Regions from separate parts of the Anas platyrhynchos genome. Here regions 1, 3 and 4 are each linked to region 2. The links are chromatin contacts, called in public Hi-C maps. All regions are on one chromosome and are shown on one strand. The core of a region is the stretch at or near the end of the contact, and the rest is flanking DNA. Distances in the headings are between cores, read along the strand shown.

Evidence for each region. A called contact is a pair of places that touch in the nucleus more often than the background predicts.
Region 1: a Hi-C map of subcutaneous adipose tissue shows a contact between it and region 2, with 4 times the contacts expected there. The contact joins the promoter of NCOA7 here to the promoter of HDDC2 in region 2. A contact is called at or near these places in 4 of 8 Hi-C or Micro-C datasets (F1 follicle, F5 follicle, small yellow follicle and 1 more).
Region 3: a Hi-C map of subcutaneous adipose tissue shows a contact between it and region 2, with 2.3 times the contacts expected there. The contact joins the promoter of HEY2 here to the promoter of HDDC2 in region 2. A contact is called at or near these places in 5 of 8 Hi-C or Micro-C datasets (F1 follicle, F5 follicle, liver and 2 more).
Region 4: a Hi-C map of F1 follicle shows a contact between it and region 2, with 4 times the contacts expected there. The contact joins the enhancer-like site here to the promoter of HDDC2 in region 2. A contact is called at or near these places in 3 of 8 Hi-C or Micro-C datasets (F1 follicle, F5 follicle and subcutaneous adipose tissue).

The regions. Positions count from the first base shown.
Region 1 is chr3:65,721,984-65,724,825 of IASCAAS_PekinDuck_T2T, reverse strand. NCOA7 (nuclear receptor coactivator 7) reads left to right here and starts at 1,437. Exons shown (of 16, transcript XM_038177749.2): 1 at 1,437-1,633. LOC140002197 (a long non-coding RNA gene) reads right to left here. Exons shown (of 5, transcript XR_011808381.1): 2 at 2,537-2,748; 3 at 600-732.
Region 2 is chr3:65,936,365-65,939,249 of IASCAAS_PekinDuck_T2T, reverse strand. HDDC2 (HD domain containing 2) reads right to left here and starts at 1,332. Exons shown (of 6, transcript XM_027454594.3): 1 at 1,172-1,332; 2 at 850-971. The coding sequence starts at 1,234. LOC119716462 (a long non-coding RNA gene) reads right to left here. Exons shown (of 5, transcript XR_011808383.1): 5 at 2,343-2,885.
Region 3 is chr3:65,745,334-65,748,396 of IASCAAS_PekinDuck_T2T, reverse strand. HEY2 (hes related family bHLH transcription factor with YRPW motif 2) reads left to right here and starts at 1,269. Exons shown (of 5, transcript XM_027454592.3): 1 at 1,269-1,591; 2 at 2,462-2,540; 3 at 2,647-2,730. The coding sequence starts at 1,509.
Region 4 is chr3:66,098,094-66,101,149 of IASCAAS_PekinDuck_T2T, reverse strand. No RefSeq gene overlaps it. Among named protein-coding and RNA genes, the nearest start is that of RNF217, 15 kb to the right of the region's middle. Within about 2 kb of position 1,464, at least 2 of the 8 cell types and tissues checked have an H3K27ac peak or open chromatin away from gene starts, as enhancers often do. A contact at or near this core is called in F1 follicle, where this site is marked.

The sequences.
Region 1 (2,842 bases), core at 188-2,687, 210 kb after region 2:
AGAACGGGTGACGGGTGACTCCTCTGGTTTTGGTAATGTTTCCATGAGATGAGTGAAAACTTGTCCATAGATGCAGACTGCATCTGGTTCTCCCTCAGGAGTGGTGATTTCATAAGCAACGCAGAGCTGTAAGCTATAATAACAAAGTAGTTTCCTCTACGCAAGCCGTGTCCATAATACGAGAGGGTTTGCTCTGTACGAGCAAATCGCTAGTTCTCAAACCCTCTGCCTCTGAAATTCGTTATACAAGAAACCTTTCCCACATTAAGAGAGATAAGCTTCAGACTTTACGCTTGTGGATTCTGCAAATATGCCTTAGCTTATCTCCAACAGTCTCAGTCAGAAAGCAAACGTGGACTCCCGCGTCCTTGGGGTGTGCTCAGGGGCTTGGGGTGTTTGGTTTCTGCCTTACCGAGTCCCAGATGGTTCGTTTCAGCCCAAACCAAACCTCTCTCAGTTAGCAGGCTTGAACACGGTGTGCATTTGGATTGAGATGGAGCTTGCTTTTGTCCAAACTGATCGATTTTAGTATGCAATGATGTAAGTAACTTATAAAACTGTAACGGTAGGATTAGGCCCCGTTGGACAGAGTCAGTTACCTTACACACTGCAAGAACTGCAGTTCACGTGCGTATGTTGATAGCAGCTTCTTTGGTAAGACCAAGGCATTTTCATCCTCGAGGGGACAATGCTGAGGAGTGCTGGAGGCAGAGACCAAGGTGCCACTGTGGCCTGAAATATATACAAAGACAGAGACGTGGCAAGGTGATAAAGTCCCTGGTCCCAGCAGGTCACCAGTGCCCCTTGGTGAAGAGAAAGACCATGTGGGACCTGGTTTCACGCCAGTGTGAGCCGAGGGTAAATGTGCCATTGTAAACACAGTGAGTATTTTGATCCCAGAGCCTGCCAGGAGCACCAACTGAATATTAAGGTAGTTCTGAACCACAGGAACCGAGCTGGTTTGAATGCATTTGTGTGCTTAACCAGCTCCACAGTGTCTGTTAGCAGCACAGTCTCCTCCACCCCGAGCACTTACCTTCACCCCAACAGAGGCTTTTGGAGGGGTATGGGATTCAGAGCTACAGAGTGGCTATGACACTAACAGCACTCAAGGCAGACACTTTAAAACTAGGGTAGGTCCACATGAATGTGCAATAACATGATGAAATTTCTATTTACCAGTGGAAGAATCCTTGATTGCAGCTGTAACATTACTGAAAACTCGAATGTATGTACAAGAGAAGCTTCACCGAAATAAGAAATCTTTTCCAGGGTGTGAACCCAGGCTGTAGTGGTGAGGGGACAGACCCCATGACCACCAGGAAAATAACACGGAGCGTCACAGGGTACGTGGTTATTTTTAGAGAAAGCTTTCTTTTCCGTGCAAGTCATGTGCACTGACAAAAGCTTGTGCCTCTCCTCTGGCTCCCTGCATGCGATAGAGAAACCCATCGGTGAAGCTGTCAGCGATTCAGCCTCCTGCCCGCGCAGCAGCAGCCGCTGCCTGTGCCTGCGTCCCTGTGATGCCAGCTGGAGAAGAATGATCGTCCTGGGAGCCCCCGGGGAGGGGTGTCAGAGACCGATGCTCCTTGCCACCTAACGCGACGGGATGGCTGTGTGTCTGTGATGCGAAGTGAGTAGCACCGTGTCAGAGGCGCCTTCATAGCTGGGTATTTAAAGATGAAAAATCAGAGCCCTTACTTTACCTGCAAGCGGCAAAGCAGCATGCGATTAACTTGTCTGTTCCATATGAATGTATTACGCATTGTTACTGCTCTAATTTGCCTTGTTAATTGATGCATGACAGCAGGCTTACTAGGTAAAAAATGAATGACATCAAAGTAATGTGTTAATTTACTGAAAGTCTTTTATTTGCATATGTTTCTGCTATACAATGGTAAGTACAAATTGTCTTTAGTACCTGGGGTACCCACTTCAGTAGCAGGGAAAATCCTTGATGTGCACAGGCACTGTAAACATTATTTATAATTATGTGTAATGTGTGCGTTTATCACTCCTCTCTTTCCCCAGCTGTATATTTGATCTGGAAAGTCTTGGCATCAGTTTTTCTTCTTTAAGTTATCCTGGCTTCAAATGTGCAGTTTTAGGGAGATGGAGAGGAGAGTGAAGGAAAAATGCTGTACTGTCTTTTGCTATTTTATGCTTAATTCTATGTATGTTCAGAATGGTTACCTAACTGATAGATCATACACATATTCTGGGGGAAAAAAAATGCCATTGTAGTTTGGGTTTCTTATAGCTATTTTCATCATAATATTTTTTTATGGAATGAATCTAAGGAGAATCTTGAAAGAAGTTTTACAAATTTTACATCAATTCTGATATTCCTAGCTCCAAGATCATTTTAGAAGCTCTAAGGTGACTTGCTCTATCTTCTTGCAGTTTAATTTCAACAGAGGTAGGGGGCAGTATGTGAGAATTTGCAGTGTCATGTCTTAGTACTGTGTGGACTAGTTATTTACTATTTACAGAAAACATTTTAAAGACTCTGAAGAAAAATAGAGAAGTAACTCACCAACAATATTTTTCTAAATATTTTTTCAAGTTCTCCTTCTGCCTCCTTTGATCTTCCATTCTTCCCCTGACACCGTTCTTGATCCAGGGAGATCTGTGTCAGCTTTTCCTCGCAGCCTGTGTTATAATGTATGTGATCCCTGGGTCTGGGATACGCTATGGCAGTGGGGTGCTTCATCAAGTGTTCTTACTGAGCTCGACAAATTACCTTAGCTGAAACAAATAAGACTTTTATTATCTCTTTGTGTATGTGAACAAATCCTTTTTCTTTCTCAGTCTCTTCTGGGGAGCATTTTGGAATCATCTG
Region 2 (2,885 bases), core at 83-2,582:
TAAGGGGCCCCATAATTTATCCCCTTCATTTATAGAGAAAGATTTTACATAATACATTTCACTTCTTTGCTAAGGGCCTAAGGGTCTCGTTTTCCATTTAGACATGATTTTAATTCCCAGTTTCTGTCTCCTGCTGCTTATAAATATAGATTTAAGTAAAAATATAGTTTGCACAAGAGCACAGCATTCAAAAGTAATGGATGTAGTTTTCACATCTCAGAAAATCAAGCACACAAGAGCTACCTACATTATATACTTTACATTCTACCTGCTGCAGGGATAACATGATCTGCCACCACCCCAAATTCAATTTATAAGCTGACAAAACATGCTTGCAGCTAAGCAGCTATGTCAGCCTGTAGCACAATACTCAAGAAAGCCCTCACTGCTTTCATCAGCTCCTGAAGTGACAGAGCCAATATGACCCCACAGTGTCCCTGACAACTCGTTCAATGCTAATGATGCTCCCTCTTCTATGCTGTATGATTTCCGAGGCTCCGATTGCTGCTGGGTACTAACTCAGCCTGCCCAAACCCACCGAGCATGCCTTTGCCTTTGCTGCCTGTTGCTTCAAGCTGCCTTTTACCTGGCCGCCTTCAGCTTGCTTATCTCTGGCTTGAGGGAAAGCCAGCTCAGAGCCTCATTCAGCACTCTGGTTTTAGTGATAAAAAGCCTTCCTCCCGCTCACCTCTCCAGGTAAACAGCTCAAAGGATGGAGGGCAGGGATGTGGGGAAAGCGCTCCAAGCACTGCCCGCGGGCCTTGGGAGCCCCTCCTCAGCAGGGCGGCTGCTCCCAGCGCCGTGCCCGCAGCTCCCCCGCGGCCAGGGGAACCAGGGGGTCTCTCTCACCTGTCCTTGTTAAGGTTTTTGTCCTCGCTCACCAAGGCCATCACCGCCATCCTGTACATGTGATCCGACACGCTCTCCGGCTTTGCCACGTTCCGGTACACCCATCCCGTCCGCGGCACCCTCTGCGGGAGGAGAGCACCGCGGTCCCTCAGAGGGGCAAACCTCGGGCTCTGAAGCCACACGTGGGGAAATCCCGCCCCGATGCCAGCTCGGCGCTCCGGGGCGCGTGGATGCAGCCGGCAAGCCCCCGGCACCCCCCGGCCCCGGGCACCTCTCCCCCGCCGCCCAGCCCAGCCCAGCCCTGCCCTCCCCGGCCCGGCACCTTGAGCTGCCCCAGCAGCCGCAGGAAGGCGAGCAGCCCGCCCCCGCTGCCCCCCGCCGCCATGGGCTGCCTGCTCCGCCTCCCGGGCGTCCTCCTCTTCCTCCTCCTCTTCTTCCTCCTCTTCCTCTTCCTCCTCCTCCTCTTCCTCCTAGGTCTGTGCCGGGGGGGCTGTCCCGGCAGCTGGCCGGCGCCTCCCCGAAGCCTCCTGGCGGGGTGGGTGTGAGGTGCAGCGGGGAGTTGTTACACACAGCTCCCCGGCTCCTCTGTGGTGATTAGCTGTTTGATTAACCCCAAGGAAGACTGATAACAACAGCTCAGGCCGCGGTTACGAGGAGGAAAGCAACGGGAGAAGTCCGGGTGCTTGCGGCCATGGCTGCTGTAAGAACGGGAGCATGGTGACTTACCACGGCCACAAAAAAAAATAAATAAAATAAATAAAAATAAATCCTTCCACGTGCAGGAAAGAACAGGAGTAGATAAGATTACAAGGGGATAATTACTGGTGGTGGTGAGAGAGGGGACAGGAGCCTAGATTACTCCAACAATGTGACACAAGTATACACACAGGTCACATAACTCTGCTGCGATGAAAGAGTCAAAATGAAGTGTAATAACAGGCTGCACAATATTTGCTCACCAGCATGTTTTCTTCTGATTAAATTCCACATACTCCAGAAGCTTTTAATCAAATCTTAAAATTGCCACAAATGTAGAGAAGTAGAAGCTGGGCTGTTACAGGCAACAGCAAGAACTGCTGGTGAGGCCTTCTCTGGTCAAAACTGATCACATCAATGACCATTTAAACATGTAGCATGTTGGGTTTTTTTATTATTATTATTTTATTTTCTCCCCCCCCCCCCCAAAAAAAAAAAAAGCAGCATCATAGTAAATGGAAAGAAGCTAATGTAATTATTCAGAGAAAAGAGTGTGGTTATCCCTGTTGCTGCAATAAATTTTAAGGTAAGAGACTCCTGAAATATGGCTACAGGCCCTTCCCCTCACTTTTGCAAGTTAAATAAATACACTGAATTACTTTAAAATCTGTAACTTTTCAAAATGCATTGCATTTCTTTGCTATTTTTATGTTACCAGTTGAAATAGCAGGCAATGGCTTAAATGTGGCAATTAAATATTCTGCTTTCAGAAAAGAACATCTGCAGTTTGCCAGATATCAACAGATGGCAGAGTATTTTTATTTTTTGCTCCCATGTATACTTAAACACACTCCCGAATAAATAATACAGCCCAGGCGCATTTTGATCACACTTTAAAAGCTATCTTCCCACAATAAACAAGGGAAGACATCAGTTTTACATTTGTATACAATCACAGAAATGTTGGTTGGTTGGAAGGGTCCTTTGAACATTGCACAGTCCAGCCTCCCCACTGAAAGTAGGTCTGATTACAGTGTTGCCTTGACAGCTCTCAAAACCATCCAGTCCCTAGTTCTCCCCTCCAAAACAAAACAAAACAGGACAACATTTTATTTATCTGGGTTAACTGTCTTCCAAGTAAATAATATCCTCCTTGGACATCCCAAGCCATTTCTGGCCATTGTGCGTTGTTCTATTGCCTAGTATTACCAAGAAGCGTTTAGCTGCCTTATTTGTAACCCCCTTCAAGTAGCTGTAGGCTGTTACTATGTGACCCCTTGCATTCTTCAACAGACGAGATAGGCCCAGCTCCGTCAGCCTCTGTGGGAAGTGATTTAGAC
Region 3 (3,063 bases), core at 20-2,519, 190 kb after region 2:
GGCCCTCGCAGGCCCCCCGAGCCTTTAGGAGCAGAAAAAGCAGGCAATTTTTGGTATTTACGTTTTTATTGATTTGTTTCATCCCGGAGAGCTGCCGGCGGCCGGTACACGCTGAGGCTGCTCCCGGGCTGTGCTGCAAGTCGGAGCCGCACGCCGCAGGCTGCTCCTGCTAGAGCAGGACTTTCCCTCCCCAAAGGTCCCCATCCTCTTCTGCTTTGGTTTGCCCTTGGGTTTTGGGGTGGGTTTTTTTGGCCAGCTACCATCAAAAGGGACCAATGCGGGGCTGTGCCCTGAGTCCCCGGGAGCTGCCCCTGCCCGTCCTGCGGGCTGTGTGTAGCAGCGGCGGGGCTCTCGGGGACTGCGAGCACCACCAGGATGTCCCGCAGGGCGACGGGGCACGCAATCCCCTGCTCCTTACAGAGCAGCGACACCCGCACGAAACACCAAAACAGCCGGCGTGCCACCAAAACGCAACCGCATGCACGGAGGGCAGGAGGGCACGGCAGAGCCGGCCCTGCCTCCTCCTTCAGCATCGCCCCTCGCCGCCCGCAAGCCACCCCAGCCACCTGTACCTCCAGCGGGGGGAGCCGGCCGGGAACACGGCCTCGCCGGCTCCAGCGGAGGCCGAACACGAGCTGCCTTCCAGTTTCCGTCGCCCTCCGGCAGGTGCTCGCCCTCTCCGGGGCCGGGCAGCCTCAGCCCCAGCCCCAGCTCCAATCTCAGCCCCAGCCTCAGCCCGGCGCCGCCTCGCCCCCCGTCCCCCCGCTCCCTCCCGGGTCACCCCCGGCTCCCCCGGTCCGGGACGAGGCTCCCGGGCAGGCTGCGAAGGGCCCGGGGAAGGCGGGGGGGGGGGTCCGGGAGGGAGGCAGCGGGGCACAGGGCGCCCCGAGCGGGCTCTGTCAGGGAGCCGGGATTAAGAAAACGCGAGGCAAACAAACAGGGGGGAAAGAAAATAAATCCCAGAGCGAAGCAGGATAAAAGCCGGCAGCTGCGGGTCCTCCTGCGAGCCGAGCATCCCCCGGCCCGCTCCTAGCAGGATTGTTCCCAGGCTCGGCTCCCCCCTCCAGGTGCCCGGGGGGGGCTTCGCAGGACGGGGCGGGCCGGATCCCCCAAATGCCAGTGGGAAAATGCCCCCCCCAACCCCATCTCCCCCGCGCCCCATCCCCGCCTTACCTCTCCCCTCGCCCCCCGCCCTCCGGGGCCGGGGTCCGGTCCCCGCCGTGCCCTCGCCCCCCCGGTGGGCGGCCCCCTCCCTTCGTCCCCGTGCCCCCCGACGGGGCGGGCCTCGCCGGGGGCGGGCCGTCGGGCTTGAGGCTGTGCCGCGGCGTGGGAAAGCGCCTCACAGAGGGTTTGCTCTGCTGGCGGTGCGGAGCCGTGCCGAGCCGTGCCGAGCCGAGCCGGAGCCGTTCTTCCTCCCCCCCCCCCAATCCCCCTCTCCACGGCCCGAAGCTCCCGGATTTATTTATCTCTGCCCCCGGCCCGGCTCCGAGCTGCGTCCCCTGCCCGCCATGAAGCGACCTTGCGAGGAAACTACCTCAGACAGCGACATGGACGAGACTATAGACGTGGGGAGCGAGAACAACTACTCCGGGTGAGTGCTCCCCACCCCGGGGGGGAGGCTGCTGTGCCCGGGGGGCAGCGGGCTGAGCCCCCCCGATGGGCTCAACGCGGGGCCGCCCCGTCGGGGCCGCCCCCGAGCCCCCCGTCCCGCTGCCCTGCAGCCGGGTGCTTGGGGTCCGAGGCTGGAAATAAGGCGAGCCCGAGGTGGCCGGGGCCGGGGTGCTCACTGCCATGGGGCCGGGGGGAGCTGCGCGGGGCTGGGGTTGCTGTGGCCACCTCGGAGGCACCCCACCGGTGCCGTCTTGTCCGCATCGGGGGATGAATGACAGCCAGACGGCCACCGCGCTTGTTGCTCCCTCGTGGAGAAGGAAAAACCTTTCCATACTTGCGGGCAGTGCAGTTTTAAAAGCGGGTTTTGCATCCTGCTCCTGGTGCTGGGCCAGCCGCGGACGTGGGCAGGGATCCCGGCTTCCTGCGCGGGCACCCATGGACATGGAGGTGATGGACGGGAGCGACAAAACCTGGCTGGCCGGGGGGAGCTGTGACATTGCATGCACCTACTGCTGCCAGCACGGGCGGATAATACCCGTGTTTTCCTTTGGACTCGGTTCTCCAGACTGTATTTTATAGGCATGGCTATATACAGTGAAGACGAAGTGGGCTGAGCTGGACAGCGAGCTGTCTTCAGACAGGGACTTTATTTCCAGCGGAGGTTCTGGCAGTAGAGCAAGCAAAACTGCAATGTCTCTTTCTGCAACAGCACCGTGCGGTGCAAAGCCTCTCCTCCCAGCATTTAAAACAGCAGAGAGGGGACTGGGAATGCTTAATGCGGTGACCAAAAGTATCTCCAAAGAGCGGTGGCAAGCCGTGCAGCACCTGACATGCTTTTCTTGTCCTGCAGGCAAAGCAATAGTTCTGTGATCCGATCGAACTCCCCAACAACAACGTCTCAGATCATGGCCCGAAAGAAAAGAAGAGGGGTATGTTTTGCTTCATTCTTTTCCCGTGTGACAATTTGCATGTGTGCTGTGAGATTTTGCCCTTCAACGTATTTATAAACTTAATGTGTTTTGTTTTTGGGACTAGATTATAGAGAAAAGGCGCCGTGATCGTATAAATAACAGTTTATCTGAGCTGAGGCGGCTTGTGCCAACTGCTTTTGAAAAACAAGTAAGCCCTTTTTTTTTTTTTTTATTCTGTATCTCATCTGGCAATGTTAGTTCTCTTGTAAAGCTCATTAAAATAATATTGTATGTGTCCTGATCTGGCACAAAGCAGGCATTTCAATAAAATGCTTTGTTGTGGCGAAACTATTAGGAACATAATTCATCATAAAGCTGAAAAACATTTCCATTCTTTGGCTTGTTTTCCCTTAAGGGTAACAGTGTTCGTGTTGCCTCTGTTCTTTCGATGAATTCCAGTAGTGGTTTTGTTAAAAATGCACTTTACTTCATAGTAAAAGAAAAAAAAACAAAAACACACAACAACAACAACAACAAGCAA
Region 4 (3,056 bases), core at 215-2,714, 160 kb before region 2:
CACTTTTTCTTTTATGGTGTCGAGAAGCTGTGACATGACTGTTATATCTTTCAGTGTGCACAGACTTATAATCCTCCATGCATAACTGTGAGACCATCTGAATAATCAATATTTAGCATTACCAAAATTCTATGCATAGAAAGGTAGCCCTGGACCTGCTCTGAGAGAAAAAGATGTGAAACGGTGAAGAAAAGTGAGCTCCTCTGACCCCATCCCTGAACAGGGATTTAGATGAGAAAGGATGACTTGCCTTCCTGATACATGGTATTTTCTCCATCACCTGAGAAAAAGTCAGGACCAGACCAGATGCATCCTTTTTAGGTGAATCATGTTAATGAAATTCATCCCCTGGTCATGGCTAAATCATACTTTTTGAACTGAAAAATTCCCTACATATTCTTTTGGTAACCTAGATAAATTTTGGCTCTTATTTTCCTTTCAAAGCAGTACTATGAGATAAGATGAGCTATGTCCATGAAGGCTTGACTAAATCAGATGCTATGGCTATTTTCATTTCAAAAATACAGTGGGAGGAGGAACTACACCCAGCTTTTACACAGCTGGTGATTTATTAGATAGCTCACAAATGATGTGGGGGATCCACATCAAAGAGATTCAGTAGAAAACAGAAAAGCAGGCAATCAAAGCTGTCACCCTGCCAGAGTGACAACTGTGAGGATAACTCTGTAAATCTGTGGTTTGGGTGAGGGTAAGTGATCACAGAGGATGATTAAAACAATCAAACACAACACAAGACAGTCAAGGATACACATCTTTCATTAGTATTTTGTCCTGGACATAACAGAGGATGTTGGAGCTGTGACCTGCCTTTCTATGTCATGGTGAATGAATGTCTTCATTCTTCTTTGTCTGCATTCCTCGGCTTGCAAAATGATGTTCCCTATTCTTTATTTTTATAAAGTCCCAGTCATAAAGTCCCAATGTAAACTGTGTACAAAAAAAATATTTGCAGACAAATTTAAGCAGCCTCATGGTATACAAAAACTGTGCTGAGATCTCTTGCAGACAGTCTCCTGGCACCTCATCTATGTGATCCCTAGCAGATACAAGCAAGATAAGTGAGACATGATGTCCTGTATTACACCAGCTGACAGAGTTGCAGAAAACAAGCAAGCTTTCAGGCACAGAAGCCCTTCTTCCTGCCTCAGAAAGAAGTCCCTGATTTGAGTGAAGAGGGGTCTGTGTGCCCTGAACAGAGGCTTCTGTCTGAGCCCTGAGGAAGGGCTTGTGTGTCCCAGGACACCATGCCTCTGCTCCAGTCTCGCCTAGTAGGCTTTGCTACTGTATCAGTCAGCTTAACAAAAGGTATTATTTCTTCTTCAAAAAATGCATCTATATCCTTAGACTATCATAATTATGATGTTGCCATTTGTACTGAATAACACCCTAAATCATTCCACTAACAGGGGCCGATTTGTTCTCTGCCAGGGTCACATTTTGTCTTTCACTGAATGTAACCTTGTCGTTCCCTATTGTCTGTGTCTGCATCAAATGGATGCCAGTGGAGCTTCACAGGACAGTAAAAGTTTCCTTCTGGAAACACCTATATCCAGTGATTGTGCAGGATTTGCTTTCCTCCCTCCTCCAAAGAGCAGCTGCTGAAAAATTTAAATGTCTGTTTAACCTTCAGCATTTTCACACAATCTTTGCACTAAGGACAGCAGGAAAGGAAGGCAGGAAGAAAAGAACGAACAGTAAGCACCATGCTATCCTTATTCATGGTTTATTCTGTATAATGCTTGCTGTGTCCATCTAGCCCATTATGCTCCTGCCAGAAGCAGCCATAAACGATTGCTCAGGGAAGAGTAAGAACAGGAAAAGTATGTGCAATGCATGTCCCTAATACTCTTCCAGCCTTCAATTATTTCTAGCTCAGGACCTTTCAGCACCAGATATAGCTTATATGCATTTATTATCTCCTCAATAAATGTGTTGCAGCTTCCCTTTTAATGTCTGTTCTTTGGGTGAGGAATTAGACCCACACCTCATGATAGAAAGAACTGCTTCCTTACTTTATGTGTACAAACACTGAATTTCTTCTGCCATTTTGCCTCCAGCTGAATCAGTCTTGTGAAGACTTTCTGCATCCTATAATTAGCCTCACTTCCCTAAACATATGGCCTAAACTTAGGGCCATCCACAATCTGTCTTTACCAGTGAATGAAATATCGTTGTCTAAGAATATGTTGAACAATATGGGTCCCTGAATGTTCATGAACTTCTTTGATAAAGTCCTCTTGCCTCCAAGGACTGACCATTTCTTCCAATTTCATTTCCTACTCTTAAACAAACACCCCCCATCTCCCCACCCCTCTTCTGTGGTAGCTATGTAGTTACTGTATTTTAGATGTTTGGTCTGCTGCTAAACCAGAATTTATATGGCAGTTAAGGTAGAAGATGACAGAGTACGCAAGCAGATATGCAAGTACAAGAGCAAGGTGAGATTGACAAGGTTTGTTATTGCTTGGTTTGTCTCTCCCACTGTTTTCAAGGACAACTTCTGCAAGTTCCTACTACATCTAGCCACACGGAGCCAATAAGAGGCCTATGGATTGGCAGAAGCTCAAGTCCACCAAAGGACACACAAAGCACCACAGCCTGGCATGGGTCTGCACCTCAGCACTGCTGCCACTCAGTGTGCTGAGCCTCTTCATATGCTCTGCACAACAGAAGAGATTCCCACTTTTTTCCCATGTGCAGCAGCACAAGAAAATCTGTGAGGAGGTGTCCCTCTCATCAGGGTAGAGCCCAACATGCTCTTCTTAGCAGGCTATGGCCAGAGCCAGAACGTGCTTTCTCCACACCACTGCAGCAGAAACTTGCCTGGGTAGTGCACTTACAATGGCAGTGTTTCCCCATTCCTTGCCCCAAATGTACAGCATCTCCCCTCCCGTCTCTGTCCTGAGCTCTTATCCATTACTGGTGATTATTAGCTGAGCAAAACCTTCCTGGATGCCTGCTTCAGTGAAGTTGGAAAAGCTCTAGACAATACTGCACGGTGTGCATCTAGACAATCCCACAAGTGTGTACATCTG